2 separate regions of the Nomascus leucogenys genome follow, and region 1 is linked to region 2. Evidence: chromatin contacts called from public Hi-C data. All regions are on one chromosome and are shown on one strand. Each heading gives the region's core, a stretch centred on a gene start, on an enhancer-like site or on the middle of the called end of the contact. The rest is flanking DNA. Distances are from core to core; before and after follow the strand shown. Region 1 overlaps DAD1 (dolichyl-diphosphooligosaccharide--protein glycosyltransferase subunit DAD1). Region 2 has its middle 16 kb from the start of MMP14.

Region 1 (7,320 bases), core at 4,471-6,970, 280 kb after region 2:
AAACCAAGAATTTCTGCAGGATGGCCTTTGATTCACATTGTTTCTAATTTCAGTTTTAATTGGGTGACTAGAATCCAGGATGAGATGAATTTGAAGGAAAATCAGTATTTGAACATATCTGCCCAGTGCCAGTGTCTGAATAGAGATATTGCTGGAGAAGAATACAGATTCCAGACAGAAATGACCCTGGCTGGCATTATCTTTTCTATCGCTACAGAGTCATTTTTAACAGTTCTTTGTGTTATGCCTGGCTTTCTTTTAAGATGATTAGAACAAACTGATTAAATGGCACTGTCTTCTGCCCAGGTGAAATAGACTGAAGTCACGCTAACTTTTCTCAGTAGGTGTCTTCCATTTTGCATGTCTTGATATCAGGGGAGGAGATTTTATTAGTCAGTTTCCTGAAACCTTTATGCCCTGGTTAACAGTTGAAACCGTTCTTCTTAGCTGTTGAATAGTCAATTGTGTGAGCTAACATTTCAAAGAATCCTAGAACCTCTGCTTTTAGAATAGTGTCTGGTAAATAGATCTGCTTTAAAAGAGGGGAAGCAGATCTTTGTAAATAGGATTTTCTGAAAACCACTATCAAAGAGACTTACTCTCATGAGTCAATTTTTGCTTTTCATGTGGACTGGCCTTAGCATCTTAGATTTCAATGTTTTAATATAATAAAATCTTGAAACTTTGATTTTGTACTAAACTAGGATTTCTTTTATATTTCTAAAACTGTCAAGGCTTTGTTCACTGAAAATGGCATTATGCTCTAGTCCTCTCTCACCTTGGCCATTAGAACTGTAATGTAGCCAGGCATAGTGGCCTGTGATCCCAGCACTTTGGGAGGCTGGGGCAGGCGGATCACCTGAGGTCAGAAGTTCGAGACCAGCCTGACCAACATGGTGAAACCCCATCTCTACTAAAAATGCAAAAATTAGCTGGGCATGGTGGCGCACGCCTGTAATCCCACCTACTCAGCAGGCTGAAGCAGGAGAATCGCCTGAACCCGGGAGACGGAGGTTGCGGTGAGCCGAGATCACGCCATTGCACTCCAGCCTGGACAACAAGTGCAAAACTCTGTCTTGAAAAAAAAAAAAAGCTGTAATGTTATGTTAGTTTATAGTCTATTGCCAGAGAGTTTGTTTTAAGAAATTTGATGGAATGAATAGGTGAGTCTGAATAGGTCTGTTTGGTTTTGTTTGGCACTATGAACACCTTTTGCTTCCTGTTACTGCTGTTTCTTTTATACATTTCTTATAATACCACTGATTCAGGAATGTTCTGCAATTATGTAGCATTTCTGTAAATACCATTGTTAGTGAAATGAAAGCATTCTGGCTGAAAGTCCAAAATCTCTCCTTTCAGCTCTGTTGCCAGAATCTCCAGGTTACTTACTTGACCCAATATACCAAATAAGGTAGTGCCCTTTTTCCTCCTGGGGCAGCCCGGTTCTTCTGAAAGGTAGTATTTCCCAGCCTTTTTTGAGTCATGGTACACATAGGAGATTGCAGTATTTTTATGGCACACTGGGAAAATCAGTTGCTTATCGCTGGAGACATTGGAGCCCCTAGGGCTGGAGGTCACTTTCCGACCAGACCCGTGCTGGAGTCCAGTAGGTGGGAGGCTGTGCTTTGAGGGACTAAAGGAAGCCTGTATCTTGTGGTGAGGGTTCCACCTCACAGCTTACAGATCTCAGTTCCATTTGGCTCTAGCAGCAATGCAGCCAATTCTGTTGGGGTTACTCTTTCTTCACCTTTTTCTTGCCAAAAATAAACTTATCTTTAAATGAAAACTAAATTATTTTTTGTATTTTGGTCCTTTGTTATAGCTGAGATTGGGAATTTTTCTTTCTTTCTTGAATCCTTACTTCCCTACCCTGCCTCCTCGCTAATGGAAATCTGTGCTTTATAAGCGTTTTAGATTCCAGAAAGCTCTTTAGGTTAAACTACAACCCTCTCACCTCAAAGAATTTGTGGGCCAGAGAAGTCAGAGTGACTTACGTGAAGTCACGTGGCTAATTAATGGTAGAGCTGGAGTTAGAACACACGTCTCCCAGTTCCTAGTTGGTTTTGCCTTGGTGTGCTTGAAATTCAGTTTTGAACATTAATTTTTCTGGATACTACTCCCATAAAATGTTCTGTGAAAAATACTTGCTTCTTTCTCGTTTTTCTCGCCTGGTTTAAATATTGTCCTGAGTGTGGGAACCCCATAACTGTCTCGTGGGTTAGAATTTAGATAGAAGGATTTGGGGCCCTGTCTCTAGTGTCATAAGACATTTAACCTTGCTGCTTTTTTCTTCTAGGTTCACTCTTTGAATTTCCTGGATAAGAGTTCTGGAGATGGCAGCTTGTTGGACACATGGATTTTCTTCAGATTTGCACTTACTGCTAGTTCTGCTTTTTATGCAGGAGAAAAGCCCAGAGTTCACTCTGTGTCAGAACAACTTTCTAACAAACATTTATTAATCCAACCTCTGCCTTTCATTAAATGTAACCTTTTGCCTTCCAAATTAAAGAACTCCATGCCACTCCTCCATATGCCTCTGGCTCTGTTTTTATTCTTTACTGGTATCAGAATCCATTTTTTCCTCTTCAGTCCTCTGTGCTGAACTCTTTATGAGTTGGTAACTTACAGCTGTGAACCTGCCTCCTTGTTTTCATTAAGTGTATTTGAAGTTAATGGCAAAAGGCAGTGCTGACAACCCTGGGAAATGGCAGTCCTTTGTCTTCTTCCTGGAGCAGGTAATCCTTTACTAATCCTTCGATTGTTACAGGTGCTTCCACTCTTATGACAGTGCATTCCTGGAACTGCATCATTAAGCACCTTGCTAGAAATTGAACTAAGTATGTGCTTCCACATTTACATCTGTTTCAACATGTTTTAGTGGTAAAAGTGAAATATGTTTCTCTTAGGCAATGTAGACAGAGTGAAAAATGGGGGTTATGTATGTGTTGACTTATAAGATACAATATTCTCCAAAGCACCTTCACAAATATTCTCTCATTTTATTCTTGCAATTATCTTAGGGGTTCCTGTCCTCAGTTAAGTGAGGAAATTGAAACTCAGATTTGTGACTTGCTTAAGATCAGAGTTCATGACAAAGCTTGGGTGGAAGCTGAAGTCTGGGCATATCGATGTGTGTCATACTCGCAGCCCTGTTTTCATCTTGGGTGCTGTCGGGTTGCTATATATGGGGCGGAAGCTATGTTGAGAATGCCACTACTTAAATTTAGCCAACTACCGAGAATGATGAGTTGCGAGCTTCTCTAACTTGGCTGCACGTTAGCATGGCTTGGGTAATGTAAAAAGAAAATCCCAACGTCCAGGCCACACCCCACACCCCACACCAATTAAGTAAAAATCTCTTGGGGTGGCATCTGTAGTTTGTAAAGCTACCCAGGTGATTCCAGAGCACAGCAAATTGGAGAAACACTGCTCTGGATTCTTGCTACTCAAAATGTAGTCATTGACTACCAGTATTGGCATCGCCTGGGAGCACAGGCCTCACCCCAAACCTACAGAAGCAAAATCTTCATTTTAACAAGGTCCTCAGGTGATTTATGTGCACAATAAGATTTGAGAAGCCCTAATCTAGAGCAGTGGTTCTCAAATTTTGGCGTGTCTCAAGATTACCTAGGAACTTGGTGAAAAGCTTGGGCCTGTATGTTCCTTACTAGCTCTCTGCCTAACTGATAACACACTGAGTCAGGAGTCCGCAAGCTTTTCCTTAAACAAATGGGCATGGCTATGTTCCACTGTCACTTTATTTATGAAAATTGGCTGTGGCTATGTGGGTCATGGTTTGCCATTCTTAAGTGATACTAGTTCACCGAGATTATGATTGAGCAGTTTAATCTGCACTTTTTTTTCTTTTTGTGAGACAGAGTTTTGCTCTTGTTACCCAGGCTGGAGTGCAACGGTGTGATCTTGGCTCACTGCAACCTCCGCCTCCTGGGTTCAAGCGATTGTCCCACCCCAGCCTCCCGAGTAGCTGGGATTATAGGCGCACACCAACATGCCCGGCTAATTTTTGTATTTTTAGTAGAGAAAGGGTTTCTCCATGTTGGTCAGGCTGGTCTCAAACTCCTGACCTCAGGTGATCCGCCCACCTCAGCCTCCCAAAGTGCTGGGATTATAGGCGTGAGCCACCGTGTCTGGCCTAATCTGTTTTAAAACTTATATACAGATGTCACAGACCTTATCAGGAGGCTTCTGGATAATTTTTATTCTAGAGAAATTGGAATTTTGAATAAGAAAAGCATCTGGACTTTGAGACACGGGTTGAAAACTGGGAATAAGAGTAATTTTATGAAGGAAGACATTGTAATTGCAGAGTCTTTAATACATAGGTTTTGTTTAATTTTTCATAATGATCTTGAGATACATGGGACAGGTATTAAATTCCCATTTACTAGATCAGCTATTGTCTCAGAGGTTGTGATTTACCCAAGCCAGTTACCATCAACAGGAAACATTCTTCTTTGGTGTGTCTTTTTAATATTTGCTTTGGGGCTAAAACCTACAGACTGCTTTCGGAGTCTTGGGATTAGATTTAGTTAAAGGCTCATTATAGGTAACTTGTTTTTATGCTTCTGTTGATTTGCTTTATGGTTCTCAATTTGACATGTACTGAAGAATTAGCTGTGGACCTGTGAGTAGCCGCTGCACTCCAGCCTGGGCAACAGTGTGAGACCCTGTTCTTAAAAGAGGCCAGGCATGGTGGTTCATGCCTGTAATCCCAGCACCTTGGGAGGCCGAGGTGGGCGGATCACCTGAGGTCAGGAGACCAGCCTGACCAATATGATGAAACCCCGTCTCTACTAAAAATACAAAAATAGGCCAGGCGTGGTGGCATGAGCCTGTAATCTCAGCTACTCAGGAGTCTGAGACAGGAGAATCGCTTGAACCCAGTAGGCGGAGGTTGCAGTGAGCCGAGATTGTGCCATTGCACTCCAGCCTGGGCAACGGAAGCGAAACTTCGTCACACACACACACACACACAAAAGACAACGCTGAAAAAGTGCCAGGCGAGCGGTGGCTTACACCTGTAATCCCAGAAATTTGGGAGGCCAAGGTGGAAGAATGGCTTGAACCCAGGAGTTCAAGACCAGCCTGGGCAACACAGTGAGTCCCTGTCTCTACAAAAATTAAAAAAATTAGCTGGGCGTGGCAGTGCACCTCTGTAGTCCCGGCTACTCGGGAGGCTGAGTTTGGAGAGTCACTTGAGCCCTGGAGGTAGAGACTGCATGATCGCACCACTGCACTTCAGCCTGGGCAACAGAACGAGACCCTGTCTTGAACTTAAAGACACACGCCGAAGCCCCATTGCGTTTCTGATTCTTAGGTGTTTTTTCAGCTTAAGTATGTTGAAGGAGTTGATTTTGAGTACTACTGCATGGAGAGTGAGGTAGACCCTAGCATTTCCTGCTTCCCCTTGCTCAACACCTCTATGGGGTGGTTTATTTTTATTTTCTGTGCTCTTTTATGGGGCCGGAAGCCATTCACCACAAACACTGTGGAAAGTCTATTCCCTGCCATTCTTTGCAGTGGTGGGAAGCCCAGCCCTGAGCACCTCCTGCCCACACATTTCCTGGCCCCTATCACATGGAAACCATCTCTCTTGTTTTCTTCTCTGAGCAGCCTATACCTTCGGCCTCTTGTGATCACATTCTTTCATCTTGGGCTTCAAAACACTTTTGTTGTGATGGCTAGAAAATACTTGGGGAGGTCACAGAGGCGTGCTCCCTGGTGTTGGAGGTTATAGAGGCCAGGGAGCTTGTTTACAAACTTAGCGGGAGACTCTGCTGCTCTCCTATCTTGTTGGGTTGCAGCTCAGCTCTGGGCGTCTATAATAAAAGTTTGAGTGTGAAATGACTTAATAACTACAGTTAATGTAAAAGTTTTTTAACAAATATAAAAATTGGATTTCTCCTGTGGGAGAAAACACTTTCTAGAGCAAGGATCTTAGAGGAGAGAGTAGGAAAAAAGTGGGAGGAAGCTTATGAAGGACTAAACAAAATATTTTATTTGCTTACATTGATTTTATAGGTAGGTCCAAGTTCTGTCAATGGGATTTTAAAAAAGTATTTTCAAACCACCAGAGAGGCAGCCTGGTGTTGCGGAAAACACTTTGATCTGAAAGTGTTGATTCAAGGACTTGTTCTGCCGCTTACTGTCTGTTGACCTTTTGTCTCTAAAATTTAGCAAATAATTACACACTTAGGCTCTGTGCTAGGTAGTGCCTGGCATTAGGAAAGAGAAGACACAGCCCTTCCTGTCCAGGAGTGAGTGAGCGTGGACCACATGTCCGGCAAACTGTTAAGCGCCCTCCTGTTACTTAATGTTTCCCTATCATTGCGTGAAGGAGGTGGGCGGCATTCTTACTTTCCTGATGAGGAAATGGAGACTCAGTTAGCAAGTGTTAGGTTTGAATCTTATTTCTGTCTAGCTGAAAGCGGTTAGGCTTTGAATGAGATAAATCATAAAATAAGCATGGGGATAATAATACTTCATACTGTGGTTATCCCAACAAAACGTAGGTGAAAATATCTGAATGTAATTGCTCTACAAATGTATCATTCCTTTCAGTGCTCACCAGAAGCTCTGAGGATTCCATGACGTACTGCTTTTCTCCCTCAGCTGCACATCCATTTCACTGACTTTTAGCTAAAGCACTGTGGTGGCCAATGGCAGGCCTGGCTCTTCCTGGGAGAAGGGGAGAGACCTCCCTAGGAGCCCCCTTTGAGACCTGCTATTCAGGCCTATTAAATCCCAGGGATAAACAACTTTGTTTTTCACTTTTAATTGAAATTTCCCCTCATGCGTGCGTATACACGCACGTGAAGAAGCTAGCAAGCTCCCATATGTCTTAACAGCTTCAGTGATTATCAACATTTAACCCCAATCTAGTGTCAGGGTATAAATAAGAGACATCTGATGGCAGAGCTCATTCTTTCGTTATTACTCCTTCCTTTAAATTTTTGCTTACTATGAGTTAAGTGCTACAGAAGTGATCAGAACGGACAAGGCACCTCGCTTTCTGAGCCTTAAATTCCAGTAGGGAAGAGAGCCAAATTATTACATAAATGAAATAATTTTGTCGTGAGTGGAGTGAAGGAAAGAAAGTAAACAATATAATGTGACAGCAAATGCTTAGAGTGGCTAGGAAGGACCTCTCTGACCAGGTGACCTTTAGGCTGAGATCTGACAGCTAAGAGTCAGCGAAGGGACCAGCCATGGGGAGTGTGTCTGGATATTAGTTATCCCCATTGGCATATGCTTGTGTAGTGGATAAGTATTGCTTCGAGACCACAAACATCACTTTTT
Region 2 (6,652 bases), core at 1,146-3,645:
TGATGTCGGCTGACTGCAACCACTGCCTCCTGGGTTCAAGCAATTCTCCTTCCTCAGCCTCCTGAGTAGCTAGTATTACAGGCATGCGCCACCATGCCCAGCTAATTTTTGTATTTTTAGTAGAGACAAGATGGAGTTTCACCATGTTGGCCTGGCTGGTCTCGAACCCCTGACCTCAGGTGATCCACCAGCCTCGGCCTCCCAAAGTGCTGGGATTACAGGTGTGAGCCACCATGCCTGGCCCACAAAGGCCTTTTATGGAACAATTTTGGCAAATGTCTGGGTTAGAATACAGATTTAGAGGTTAGGTTAAAAAGAAATGACTGGCCAGTCGCGGTGGCTCACGCCTGTAATCCCAGCACTTTGGGAGGCTGAGGCGGGTGGATCATAAGGTCAGGAGTTCAAGACCAGCCTGACCAACATGGTGAAACCCCGTCTCTACTAAAAACGCAAAAAAATTAGCTGGGTGTGGTGGTGCGTGCCTGTAATCCCAGCTACTCAGGAGACTGAGGCAGGAGAACTGCTTGAACCCCGGGAGGCGGAGGTTGCAGTGAGCCGAGATCTGTCTCAAAAAAAAAAAAAAAAAAATGACCAGTGAAGGAATATAGACAGCTTTTAAAAACTTTTGCTTGCAGCCAGGCATGGTGGCTCATTCCTGTAATCTCAGCGCTTTGGGAGGCTGAGGTGGAAGGATCAGTTGAGTCCAGAAGTTTGAGACCAGCCTGGGAAACATAGTAAGACCCCTTCTCTACAAATAATAAAAAATTAACCAGGCATGGTGGTAGATGTCTGTAGTTCCAGCTACTCAGGAGGCTGAGGCAGCAGAATTGCTTGAGCTTAGGAAGTCGAGGCTGCAATGAGCCATGATTGTGCCACAGCACTCAGCTTGAGTAACAGAGTGAGACCCTGTCTTAAAAACAAAACAAAACAAAACAAAAAACAAAAAAAAAAACCAACAACAAAATTTCTATGTTTGAAGGGAGAGATGGAACTGAAGGCCTACACTTGGTTTTGGGAGCTGGCTTCCTTGTGCTTTGGAAGAGAATAAGATGCAGTTCAATGGTTTTTTTGTTTGTTTTTTTGAGACAGAGTGTCGCTTTGTTGCCAGCTTGAGTGCAGTGGCACGATTGCAGCTTACTGCAATCTCCGCCTCCTGGGTTCAAGCGGTTCTCCTGGCACAGCCTCCCAAGTAGCTGGCACTACAGGCGCGCGCCACCACGCCCAGCCAATTTTTGTATTTTTAGTAGAGACGGAGTTTCACCATGTTGGGCAGAATGGTCTCGATCTCTTGACCTCAGGTGGTCCACCCACTTTGGCCTCCCAAAGTGCTGGGATTACAGGCGGGAGCCACCACACCCAGCCGCAGTTCAATTTTTTATGTGGGGTGGGGACACCCCTCAGAAATTTGAGTGTAACCTCAAATCATGTCCATTTTTTGAGCCTCTGGTATATTAAAAAATTAAGGCTGGGCCCAGTGGCTCATGCCTGTAATCCCAACACTTTGGGAGGCTGAGGGGGGCGGATTACCTGAGGTCAGGAATTTGAGACCAGCCTAGCCAACATGGTGAAACCCCATCTCTACTAAAAATACAAAAATTAGCCAGGCATGGTGGCAGGTGCCTGTAATCCCAGCTACTCAGGAGGCTGAGGCAGGAGAATCGCTTGAATCCGGGAAATGAGGTTGCAAATGAGCCGACATTGTGCCACTGCACTCCAGCCTGGGTGACAGAGCCAGACTTGGTCTAAATAATAATAATAATAACAACTAAGAAATGCTAAGATGGTTTTGATAATACTTGGTATATTTAAACATTTAACAAATAAAAACTTGGTACAAACAACACAGCTATATAGTACTATTTACAAGAACCAACAGGAATTTTTTTAACTACAAAATTAGAAATTTGAGGGCCTTTATAAATGTGAGGCTGAGACCAAAGGATTCTCATGGCACCAGGGTGAAGACGAGGACAGGGGCATGGGTGCAGGTTAGAGGTCCCTCAAGAGGTGTGGGTGTTATCTCCAAAAGCCTCAGGGAATTGGCACAGAAATATCCTACTCTTAGATAAAGGGGACACAGGGGCCTGCTTGTCTTGGTCAGAGGGAGTTCTGTGATAGCATTCTGCAGTCCAGGAGTGCAGAGTCTCACCTGGACTCTTACCCTGTGACCCCGGGGACAGGCATCCTGGAGTGATTCGTGTCTGAGGCGCCCACAGGGGGGCAGTGTGACAACTCAGAGGCGCTCCAAGGAGAGGGCACAGAAGTGCCAAGCTTCCTCCCTCCCGCGGACCATCTGTCCTGTATCACCCGCCACCCCCCCACTCCCTCTCCTTTCCTGGAGTTAGTGAGGGCTGCCCACCAACCTCCACACAGGGACAGCAGACGGAAACTCTGACGTTTCCCTCTCTGCAGCTGGAAAGCTAAGAGCAGCTTGTCTGCCCGTCTCGCCCAGAGTCCCGCCCCTTTAAGTACAGGTGTCCAAGGTGGAAACATGGAAAGTGGAACAGGGGAAAGAACAGGCTGGTAGTACCCGTGGCCCTGGTGGGACTGGCTTTGCCTCTACCTCTCAGTTCCCTAGGTTCGGTTTGCAGTCCCAACATCCAGCACAAGGGGGCGCTATCACCCTGCAAACCCTGCCCCGCGGGTCTCGTACATGGAGTGGGCGCAGCCATAGAGAGTGGGATGTGTTCCTCTAAGTCCCTTACCCAGCTGTCCTCCACTCAGAACCTACATGCAATCTTGTGCAGGGATGAGGTGGGGAGATCTCTGGAGCACAGGCCAGCAAAGCAGAGAAGAGTTTGGGGAATCTGACATAGAGCTTAGAGGGATATAGGGAAGAGAGGCCTCCTGGCTGGGCCCTCCAGGTCAGAGTCTAGGTGTGGGCTGGGCTGGGAGTGCGAGCCAAAGGCTGGGTATTTCCAGAAGAGTTGGGTCAACACAACCTGACACCAGCCACTCCCAGATTAAGGGCAGGCAGGGAGTGGAGAGTTGACACCTAAGGGGGAGGGGATGGGGCCTACAGGGACAAAGCAGGAGCTCTGGGGGTATGAACCTCTTTACCTCAATATATTTTTCTTTTTTAAAACCTTTTAAAGATTGAGGTGATGGTTGGTCTAAAGGTAGTGTGTTATCTCAACTGATTGCTCACAGTCAGTTACAGATCAAACTCCTTCTTCTGTTCTTTTCCCCCTTCTCACTACTGCACTTGACTAATCTAAAAAAAAAAATAATAAGGTAAAATATACCATGAAAGGCCAGGCGCATTGGCTGACGCCTGTAATCCCAGCACTTTGGGAGACTGGGGCGGGCAGATCACGAGATCAGGAGTTTGAGACCTGCCTGGTCAATGTGGTGAAACCCTGTCTCTACTAAAAATACAAAAAAAAAAAAAAAAAAAAAAAAAAATTAGCTGGGTATGGCGGGTGCCTGTAATCCCAGCTACTTGGGAGGCTGAGGCAGGAGAATCGTTTGAACCCGGGAGGTGGAGGTTGCAGTGAGCCGAGATTGCACCATTGCACTCCAGCATGGGCGACAGGGTGAGACTCTGTCTCACACACACAAAAATATATACATATACCATGAGGTTCACAAAGTGCACTAAGTTGAAGTGTTCAGCTCAGTGAGTTATGTATTCACTACTTATGTGTCCATAATGTGTACATATGTATACAATACTTATGTAATCACAACTACCACTGGTAATTCAATTCAACAAATTTTATTGAGTGCCTCCTGTGTGTCTAGCACTATTTTACCCTTTTGTAAGAAAAGGGAGGCTAGAACCTGTTTTCCAGTGGCTGTGATAGGGTTGATATTATGAATTATAGTAATTCCTTGACAGAACTAGACCATCACCTGGTATGAGAGAGCAACATGTGTGATCTACTCACAGTGACCGTCATCTTGGACTCCAGAATGGGAAGAATTGTCTGCCATGTCTGAATATACTAACTCACAGAACTCCAGGGGACAAAACTGGATCCAGGAAATAGAGTCAGGGCAGCCATACTCCTAGCACAGAGTCAGGTGCTGAGCAGGTGAGAGAGCCTTTTGGGGAACTGATCCTGCTCTCTGGCCTGGTGCTACATGTCTCTGTAAGTTGGGCAATGAGTGATGTCTTTGACAAACCAAAGTGAAATGGAGCCTGTTGCGTGTGTATGAATCCACTAGGCCTTCTGACACGCCAGTCTTTTTTCTCAGCTTTGTGGTCAGCCTGGCCTTGCCTCACCCAGACCCCATCCTGCTCCAAGTCAGGGAAGTGCCCCTAGCAGGAAATTGAGTGAGTGAGCAGGATGTGACCCATGATGAGGCAGCTCCCAGACCTGGCTGGTCCCTGAGTCAATGAGCTACTTCGGGCACTCAAAGGAAACCCTTCCGCCCATTCACTACTTCCACCGCCTCTTCTATCACCTCTACCGTCCCTCCCTACCCAGGTGTGGGTATTTGGAGGCAGGGAGCTGGTCTCCTTTTTCTCTAAGTCACAAAGGAATAAGCGACTCTGGGGGCAAATGGCCTCAGCATGGAGACAGAGGAGGCTGCTCCTTGGGGATGCCAGTGACTGCCCTGGCCAGGGGGCTGCCAGTAATCTTGCTTTGGAGCCCCTAGGGCCAGGAATGGTGGCAGGGTAGGACAGAGGGGGCTGGGCCTGGCTGGGGAAGGCTGGCCTGGAAGGAGCTGAGCCATCGGCCCTGGGCCAGGGTGGAAAATATGTGTGTGAGCTCATTTGGAAGGTGGCTTCTGGCCAGTCAGGCCTGCCTCCCTTCCAGGCCCTGGTTGCCCAGCCCCTTGCAGGCGGCCTCCGGTCTCCCTACTTTCACAAGACTGAGAGAGGAGGGCAGAAACCCCTGAGGCTGGGGCTAGCTGTGCAGACTTGAGCTTTTAAAGGAGGTGTACTCAGATTTGGGTTGGTAGGTAGGAAACGGGGACAGGAGCTGCAGGACGAGGGAGCAGCCTTGGCTGGGGTTTCCTTGGGGCCTTTGGGAATGGGCACCACCCCTGAAGCCCCCCGTCCCCCATGCCCTTGCACAGAAACATTCACCCATCCCACCCTTAGCTGCTGCCATTGTCTCATTCCATCCCTTTGGCTTCTGAGTCTTGGTGCCACCTTCCTTCCCTCAGAGTGCGGCTCCTGTCCCCAAGAAGGGAGGCGATGGGCTGGCAAAGTGGGGTCCTTTTCCCTCTGCACTCCTATCCCCCATAATATTGCTGCACAATAAGCAAATACAGCCGGGTGCTCACGCCTGTAATCCCAGCACTTTGGGAGGCCGAGGCAGGCAGATCACCTGAGGTCGGGAGTTTGAGACCAGCCTGACTAACATGGAGAAACCCCGTCTCTACTAAAAATTCAAAATTAGCTGGGCGTGGTGGCTCATGCCTGTAATCCCAGCTACTCAGGAGGCTGAGTCAGGAGAATCACTTGAACCCGGGAGGCGGAGGTTGCAGTGAGCTGAGATCGTGCCATTGCACTCCAGCCTGGGCAACAAGAGTGAAACTCCGTCTCAAAACAACAACAACAACAACAACAAACCATAATAAGCAAATACATATGTGCTGACAGATCCCCAGAACACACACTGCCATGAAAACGCCCAGCTACCCAGGGTCCATGCTGGAAGAGACCCCAAGAGATTGCCAGGATCTGCCAGTATAGAAAAATAAATAAGTAAATTGGAAAGATCTGGGTTTTAAATTTGGACTAACAACCTGTGACCTTGACCAAGTTATTTATCTTTCTGGGCCTCAGTTCCCTTATTTGTTAAATGGGGACAATATTAGTGCCTGTGTCATTGTGTGTTGTAAGGACCTCAGCAAATGTTAGTTTCACCATTGCTGGAAGGGAAGGAGGGATACAGAGCAGAAAGAGACCACTGGAAAGTCTGTCAGATTGTGGGGAGAAGGGGCCCTGGGGGAGGGACAGTGAAGGACTGGCAGAGCTAGCCAGATTGTGTTTTGGGGTCTGGAGGGGTGTGGGGGTGTCTCTCTGCCCAGTCCTCTCTCCTCTAGAGGACCTAGCTCTTCTTAGATCTTCCCTTCCCTTCCCGCTGACCCAGCGCCTGGCTGGCAGCCCTGGAGTCATGGGCCCAGCTGGTGCCAGGAGCCCTGGAGAAGGGGAGGTGATGACAAGGGAGTCCGTGGCCCCCCTCCAAATGTGTGGGGTGCAGTCGTGGGCAGAGTGCTGCTCCTCCTCGGCCCTTGCCCCCAGTCCAGCGTCTCCTTAGCACCAACTTTCCTGGGTTCTGTCCAAACCTCCTTGAAGATTCCCCTTGGCTCCCTCCTGGCTGCTCCAACTCACATGTGCTGCTTTCGAATAAAGGAACTTGGAACCATAGAAACTGGGTCAGGCCCAATGGACAAATTGGGGTAGGGCCAGTAAAAGCCGAGTTTGCAGGTCTTTTGGAAGCCACAGGGCCCTCTGCTCTCCCCTCACCCCAGCCTGACCTGGCGGTTCACTCAGTGGGAACTTGTGATCACTAAGGCAACTCCCAGGGTCCCCGGGCAGCCTCACTGGGGTGGATCAGGCAGGCCCAGGCACGTCAGAAGCACGGGACCCTGCCGCCTCCACCCTGAAATTCTCTCTGCTTGTGAAGCTTGTTTTAATTTTAATTTTATTTTTTTAAACCAGTCAGATTTAGCAGTGGGGGGTTTTATAAGC

The links. A called contact is a pair of places that touch in the nucleus more often than the background predicts.
Region 1: a contact with region 2 is called in a Hi-C map of a lymphoblastoid cell line, with 8 times the contacts expected there. The contact joins two enhancer-like sites.

What each region holds. Positions count from the first base shown.
Region 1 is chr22a:40,733,306-40,740,625 of Asia_NLE_v1, forward strand. It overlaps DAD1 (dolichyl-diphosphooligosaccharide--protein glycosyltransferase subunit DAD1), which reads left to right. Exons shown (of 3, transcript XM_003260920.4): 3 at 2,297-2,529. Among named protein-coding and RNA genes, the nearest start is that of DAD1, 25 kb to the left of the region's middle. Within about 2 kb of position 5,721, the one cell type or tissue checked has an H3K27ac peak away from gene starts, as active enhancers do. A contact at or near this core is called in a lymphoblastoid cell line, where this site is marked.
Region 2 is chr22a:40,460,981-40,467,632 of Asia_NLE_v1, forward strand. No RefSeq gene overlaps it. Among named protein-coding and RNA genes, the nearest start is that of MMP14, 16 kb to the right of the region's middle. Within about 2 kb of position 2,396, the one cell type or tissue checked has an H3K27ac peak away from gene starts, as active enhancers do. A contact at or near this core is called in a lymphoblastoid cell line, where this site is marked.